2 separate regions of the Mus musculus genome follow, and region 1 is linked to region 2. A link is a contact called in public HiChIP or PLAC-seq data. All regions are on one chromosome and are shown on one strand. Each heading gives the region's core, a stretch centred on a gene start, on an enhancer-like site or on the middle of the called end of the contact. The rest is flanking DNA. Distances are from core to core; before and after follow the strand shown.

Region 1 (3,795 bases), core at 163-2,662, 91 kb after region 2:
ATGTAAGGGGATCCAGGTATTCTCATGACACCTTCTTGAGGCTCTTCCGTTGATGTCACAAATCCCTACGGTCAATAAAGTACTTGTTGCACAAGCACGAGGACCTGAATTTGGATCCCTTAGCACTCATGTGAAAAGGTTATGGTGGCATGACCTTGTAATTCCAACATTGGGGAGGGAGAGACAAGCTGGTCCCTGGGGCTCCATGGTCAATCGGCATAGCTGAAAGCATAGAGCTTCAAGTACAAGGGAGAGACTGTTTCAAAGGAACAAGGTAGAGGGCTCCTGTACAAGTGATGTTGTGAGTTGACCTCTGACCTCCACAGGCGCATGCATTCCTCCTCTACCGACAAATGCAAACCTTGTCTTTATTATCTACACAGAGCCCCACCCCATCCCGGAAAGTCCTCCGGCCATGGCCAGCAGGTACCATGTGCCTACTTGCCTTGGCCTCAACCCAAGGACAATGTTCGAGGATTTGAAGTTCTGGAGCTTTGGGTTCCTAATATCAGAAGGCCTCTGGACAGTGTTTCCACAAGCTACAGGCAAGAGATTTATTGCCCGCCAAGCTTGAACATCGATGGTGTTCTTTTTCCTCGTCCCAGAGCCTCTGAAGGAAAGCAGAGGGGCCCGTTGAACTCTGAGCTGCCTGTGGAGGGAAGGAATTGTCCACAGCGGTTGCATTGAACTGCTTCCAATGGTGAACATGCTCCCAAACTGACCAGCCTTGAAACAAGCCATCCAAGGTCAGAATGATCTTGAATGGATCTTTGCCGTGCCAGAGCCCCACCTGCTCTAGCGATGCCCCTGGGACTCAATATTGTACGTGGAGGAAGGGTGGGTGGAAGATACATCTAACCCTTTAGGGAATCATCTCTGTGGCAGAGTTTGGGGGACAGGGACCTTACTAGTCCCTGGCTCCTGGCCAGCCAGCTGCCAGGGGAGGCTAATGAAGCCCTATCAGTTCTTTGCCTTGTCCTTCCCTCTGGTTAATGGGGGTGGTCTTCACGGTGGCCGAATTGAGCCCAGGAGCCTGGAGCAGAGCCCTTAATGAGGGCAGCCTGGTGATGAAAGGCCCCTTAAGCTTCAGCCACCATTACTACACGATGAAATAAATGCAGTCGGGCTCAGAGCTGCACACGAATAAATTTGAATAGCAAGACACAAATGCGGCCCTTAACTCTGACGCGCAAATAGAGTTTAATACCGAGGTAAACTGAGACCGCTTTTATTTATTGCTGTGTAAATGTATTTAAAAAGTATTGGCTTTGTGCAGCTACAGAGGCCGGCTCCTCCACAGCCTGGCACTTTCATGCCCGCCGCTGTTATTAGAGCTGTAATGAATGGGCCACTCTGAGTGTGCTCTTCAGAAGGGCTGCAGAGGTACAAGATTAATGGGGTGACAGCATCGAAAGGTACAGACAGCCCCTGTTTCCCAGCCGTGGTGCGCTGTCTACAGGAGCACCTCTGCCTTTGTTTGCTCTGCAGTGGCTGTGAGGCTGCTGTGGATAAACGTTGGCAGGAGCCAGGCTCAGGGACAGAGGCTGCAAAGTGGAGGCAGCCCTGAGATCAGGGAACCAGGAGCCTGCAAGTCCCACTAGCCACCATGCTGGGGTCCAGCACCTTCTCCCTGCAGGGGGCGATCCCTTGTTAGCTACTAGCTGTTCCAGCTACTGCCCCCACCCCAGGCTGCACTGCACCTGCAGTCAAAAACACATCCACACTTGTTTTTGTGTCTGACCATCCATTGCCTCCCCACTCTTTCCTTTTTAGGGATCCTCTCATTGCTTCTGAAACCCAGTAGCAACCACATTCAAGGTGGGGAGTTGAGTGTGCTGTAGAGCTGCTTCGTAGAAAACGGCATGGTGCATTTAATATCCCTCTGTGGATAGGTCTGCAGGGCAGGGTGGTCAGATATTAATGCAAAAGTGAGCTCGGGCAGTGGTTCAAAGGGGGTGGAATGTCCTGAGCTGGGAATCCGCAAATCACTTACAGAGAAATTACTTAGAGGGTTGAAAAAATGAACTAGTATCTCACATCCCTAGAAGGAGGGTACTGAACACATTTTATAGATATGGACCACAGGGGCAGAAAGAGAAAAATGTATACCCAATGTTACACGGCAGAGGTGAAAATGACCCTCTTCAGTATATCAGGGTGGTGACATGCCATGGCTGGCTGGCAAAGCCTTCTTTCCTAACGTTCACACTTCAGTAATGGCCTGGGTAGCTTGTGAAGAACGGATGCTGGCTAAGGAGCAGGGATTTCACCTCTAGGCTCAGGGATGGGGATCTGGCAAAAGTACAGCAAGTAGAGGCTGTGTGAGCCGGGTAAGTTGCTCTGCCTCTCTGAGCCTCAAGTTGCTCATTTTTTTCAACATCCAATGCTGTGCGCTTTGCATAGAAATGCATACACCTACAATACTCAAACAACACGTGGCAAGGGGATGGATGGGGAGATGGCTAGGTCGGAAGGCACATGTGTAAGCAGTAGGACCTGAGTTCAAACTCCAGCACACAGGTAAAACGCCATGTGCTGTGAGTGTGCACCTGTAATCCCAGCACAGAGACGTGGAGCCAGGAGGATGCCTGGAGCCGAGTGACTTTAGGCACGTGGTGAACTCCAAGTTCAGTGAAATCAGGTACTGGGCAATACGGAGGACACTTGACCTTGACTGCTGGTTACATGCACTCTCTTCCTCTCCTTCCCCCTCCCCCTCTCTATATATCACATACACATGCACACACATACACATGCACACACATGCACATATGTACACATGTGAGACTGCATGTACTCCCCCACAAAATATGACACACAACAACACTGTTTTTGTGTGCAATTGGATGAACATAGTTAACAATAATATTGTAGATCTCAAAATCAGCACATGAGAGGTCTTTAAATGTTCTACACATAACAAACAGGTCAGGATCTAAGGGGATAGAAATGTTATTGTCTTTGTTTGATTATTATACACTGGATTCACAAACACTGCAACCATAAAAATGAATACTTACTGTCCTGGTTTGGAGTCAGGGGAGACAAGGTTTCACTACGTAGCCCTGGCTGTCCTGGAACTTGTTCTGTAGACCAGGCTAGTCTACAGAAACCCACAAGGATCTACCTGCCTCTGCCTCCCAAGTGCTGGCATTGAAGTCATGTACCACTATACTCAGCTAACTGAGTATGTCTTTAATCCAAACACAAGAGAGGCAGAGAAATGACTTGGTAAGGAATGGGACATAGACATGTGTCTCCCTCATTTAGCTTTAGCAGACAATAGTGGAGTGGCTTCCCCACACATATACAAGAGATCCAGCAGGGACCTCAGGCCCTAGCACGTGCCTCTCTCTGAGCTGCCTGTGGATCTGCTAAGGATCACCAAGAGGGGTGATAGGGTGGGCCAGGGACTTAGTGGAGGATGACCAGGCCTGGCTTCACTGGAGGGGCATCTTAAAACATCTTAGGAAATTGGAAAATGAGTTATTCATGGGTCTGATGACAAAACTTTCCAGACAAACACTCCAACACTCAGCATCAGACTGAACAACTCTAGTCCAATTCTGCAAGCTGCAGGTAGCCTCAAATGCTTCAGTACTATAGAGATAGAGAGGGCAATTTAGGGTCATGGTGGACTGAAGGGACTTAGGACGGCCTGGACATGAGCTAGGGCAGTGCCAGGGACAAATAGCACGCTGGTGGGTAGATGTGTACCTAAGCCAGGAGGAGGCAGCAGGTGGGTAAAGCTGGGGCTCCCAGAGGCAGAGGTAAAACTGACCCAGCTCGTGCCCG
Region 2 (3,491 bases), core at 326-2,825:
CTATTTCCCTCATGACAATGAAGGTCATCTGAGAACAACGCCTATCTCAAGTAAGTCAGCTGGACATACCTCTCCCGCATCTTCCCACCTTCGGAATGAGCCAGGAGTGGGGCCCTACAGGCAGGCCCGTGCTGCTCATCCTGAAAAGGAAGGAAGACATAGAGGGATGGCCTGTAGGTAGTTTACCCAAGGTCACCCAGATGCCAGGCGGCTGAGCTAAGATTCCAACCTGAGTACAGTAGAGCCTGCTGTCTATGGCTTCCCTTGTCTTGACAAGTAAACTTGCGGTTGGCCAATCACAATCTGAAAATGCTAAATAAAAAAAATTACAGAAAGAGACTGCACACAGGCTTTTTAATGTATTCTGTGCCATTCGGAGTAGCATGATGAAATCTTATATTGCCCGACTCTGCTTTGCCCAGTTATGAATCATTCCTACAGCCGGTGAATACATGTTACATCCACTATCCACCCATTAGTCATTTCATGGTCTTCTTAGTTCTCAGGTCAATTGCCATATGAGGGCTTGTGCTTAAATGCCGCATTAAAAAAATAGTTTGAGAGGGAGCAAAAGAGAGGCAGCTCACTCACATAACTCGCTACAATATATTGTTACAACTGCTCCGTTTTGTTACCAGTTGTTGTGCCTCATCTTTCATGGTGCCTAATTTATAAATTAACCACTGTTGAAGGCACTACACGTAGAGAAAACAAATCATGCCCTGGGCTGTGCCTGATCCGTGCTCTGAAGCAGGGAGAGACTTGAAGCCTGTTCCCAGCAGATGGGGTGTAGGAAGGGCACTCCTGGATTCGGCTTATTGAAGATTCCAACATGATGCAGCTTGGAAAGAGGCAGAGAAATCACGGGCACCGAGACAGCAGAGGGAGCAGGGAGGAGCACAGTTGTCTTGTCCTCCACCCTGCCCCACTGTGGGTGTGATTTATGGCCCTAAGTGTCATCATATAGGATGCAACATCCTTTAAACACCAAGAGCACATGCTTTGAACACACACACACATTTGCATTTGACCACAATACATTGTTGTGCTTTATAAAGAATGAGGAAAACTGCTTTCTGAACATCTGGTGGGGTTCTCCCCCCAAGCCCAGATGTGGTAGATTATAAAGACAAGGCTCTGTATGCCAGCAACAATTTCCCAGTGATACTCCAGCCAGCACATGCTATTCCTCTTTAGACTCCTAAGTCCTTAGCCTCCGGGTCTCTAGGACACTGGTCTGGGTCATCATGTCTAATTGCATTCTGGGTCTCAGCTGGTAGAGGGTGAGCTGCTGCCCCCACTTGCTCTTAAGTGCTCAGTGGGGCTGGCAGGAGAGGGAACAGTGGTATGCGAGGTGGGTGATTTTACAATTGGCTGGACTCTGTGACAAACACCATCCTGCATTTCTTGGTGAGCAGTGTCCCTAAGCACTCTTGCTGTGATCTTGGGTGGGGTAGACTATTGGCTTGCTTGTCCCTTAGAAAAACTCTCATGGACACCAGTACAAGCACCAGCACTAAGAGGCCCAGTCCCCTGTCACCCCGTCACCACCCCACATCCTGCTCTGCTCAGTCCTGGTGGTTTGGGGAACTCAGACAGGGCCATGTGGTGCAGATGTACACACTTCAAGTTCAAAGGTAAGGAAGGATGTCTCATTTTGTCCCTCCATCCGCTCCTTTCTACCTTAGAGGAAAAGCCACATGCTGCATAGAGAAAATGTGGGCTCCTCAGTGTTGGTAGAGGAGATGTAAGCTCCTCATCTCACAACTGCCAGAGCCCCTGAGACAAGAACACCCAGGAGATGACATGGGGATAGGATGGAGGTCACACTAAGAGATCAGCTAACCTCGTTCCCAGCTGCAAGCTTCTCTCTGGGTGATCCAAGGTGGCCGGACATGTTTGTATCTACCTGAATAACCCAAAGAGAGGTGGCCATGGAGCAACTGAGCAGATCTAGAATGGACGGGCTGTGGATGCTGGAGAAGGGCTGGCCATTTGAACCTCAATTCTACGATCACTTTGGGACGTAGCCCATGTCATACGCATGACCGGAGACTAGAACCTATTGTCCTCACACAGCGATTATGTTACTCCATATGTGTGGGTATTTGGAAAGCTGTGAGGTAGGTTATAATAATTAAGAAGAAATGGTACCTGCATGAATAGGGACAAACTCTCCACACTGTAATAGCTTGCACGCATCCCTTCCACAGGAACAGAAGCTGGGCAGCACTTGTGTCTGTCTCTTTGTTGTTGCTATACCAAAATACCGGAGACTGGGTTATTTCTAAATGATAGAGGTTCGAGTAGAGCCTTCATGGTTCTGGTGGCTGGAAGTCTAAGATTAGGTGGCAGCAAGTGACAAGGGCCTCATCGTAAACACGAAGTTGACAGGTAGCACGTGCCGAAGGGACACAACAGGAGAGATGCCTCGGCTTACAGCAACCTGCTCTCTCGAGTAACTAATCCACTTCGGCAAGCATTAAGCCACTGGCAGAATGGCCTTACTCTTGCTGCAAATGATACATACTTAATCTTGTCTTCAAGGCCTCATCTTCCAGTGCTGCCACATGGCAACCAAATTCCATGGGCGTTTAGGAAGGGCAAAACTATTTTCAAGATGTCTCAGCTCCAGCCAGACACAGGCTCTAGGATGGGTGAAGAGAGCAGGTTGCCACCCATCCATTATTGCTGGGCAATTTTCAGAGTACGATTCTATTCCCAGGCTTCATCTGTTCCTCCCAGAAGTTCTTGGGTGCTAAGGTAGGGCCCAACTGTACCTGTCTCACCATCTGTCCCTTGACTGCTCCCCCTGACCTTGCACATCCTCAGGGTCATTAAGCCACCTCACTGGTCCTTGGTGTCAGGAAGTCTGGAGGAGGGAGGATTTGCTCTTTTTTGTTTTTCAATTATCCCAAGGTCTGGGGCTAGTATTCTTTTTTTCCTTACACCTTCATTTTCTTATCCTGTTAGTGTGCAATATTCATGCCCTGAGCAGCATATGGATGTGGCTTTAGACTCAAAAGAATCTGCCTAAGGGGACTGTGGGAATGACTCCATCAGTAAAGTGCCTGCTGGTCAAGCATGAGGATCTGAGTTCAAATCCAGCACCCACATAAAAACCTGGGCATGGAAGGAGTGCGAGGGAAACAGAGACAGACAGGACCCTATAGCTCGCTGGCTCTAGCTCGCTGGCTATTGCTCGCTGGCTATAGCTCACTGACTTGCCAGCCTAGCTGAACTGTTGGACACCTGCTTCAGTGCGAGATCATGTCTCAAAAACTATGGCAGACAGTGATCCCAGAAAACATCTGATATTGACTTCTGGTCTCTACACACATGCACACAACATGTGCACACTCCTCTGTATGCACATGTGCACATCCCTCCCTCCCCACCACATAGATGTCTAGGTATGAACATGGCTTACAGGTTTGAAACCAACCCACCCGTGTTCCATCCTTTCCTCACACAGCCCCTGAGCTGGAGCA

The links. HiChIP or PLAC-seq counts read pairs in DNA pulled down with a chosen protein or histone mark.
Region 1: an H3K27ac HiChIP or PLAC-seq map of large pre-B cells shows a contact between it and region 2, with 3 times the contacts expected there. The contact joins two enhancer-like sites. A contact is called at or near these places in 1 of 15 datasets of contacts at CTCF or cohesin (CD8 T cells), 11 of 484 Hi-C or Micro-C datasets (B cells, DN2 thymocytes, the N1E-115 cell line and 4 more) and 1 of 115 datasets of contacts at active chromatin or transcription factors (large pre-B cells).

Annotation. Positions count from the first base shown.
Region 1 is chr14:25,122,694-25,126,488 of GRCm38.p6, forward strand. No RefSeq gene overlaps it. Among named protein-coding and RNA genes, the nearest start is that of Gm32224, 3.4 kb to the right of the region's middle. Within about 2 kb of position 1,413, at least 20 of the 459 cell types and tissues checked have an H3K27ac peak or open chromatin away from gene starts, as enhancers often do.
Region 2 is chr14:25,031,521-25,035,011 of GRCm38.p6, forward strand. No RefSeq gene overlaps it. Among named protein-coding and RNA genes, the nearest start is that of Gm41112, 17 kb to the right of the region's middle. Within about 2 kb of position 1,576, at least 53 of the 459 cell types and tissues checked have an H3K27ac peak or open chromatin away from gene starts, as enhancers often do.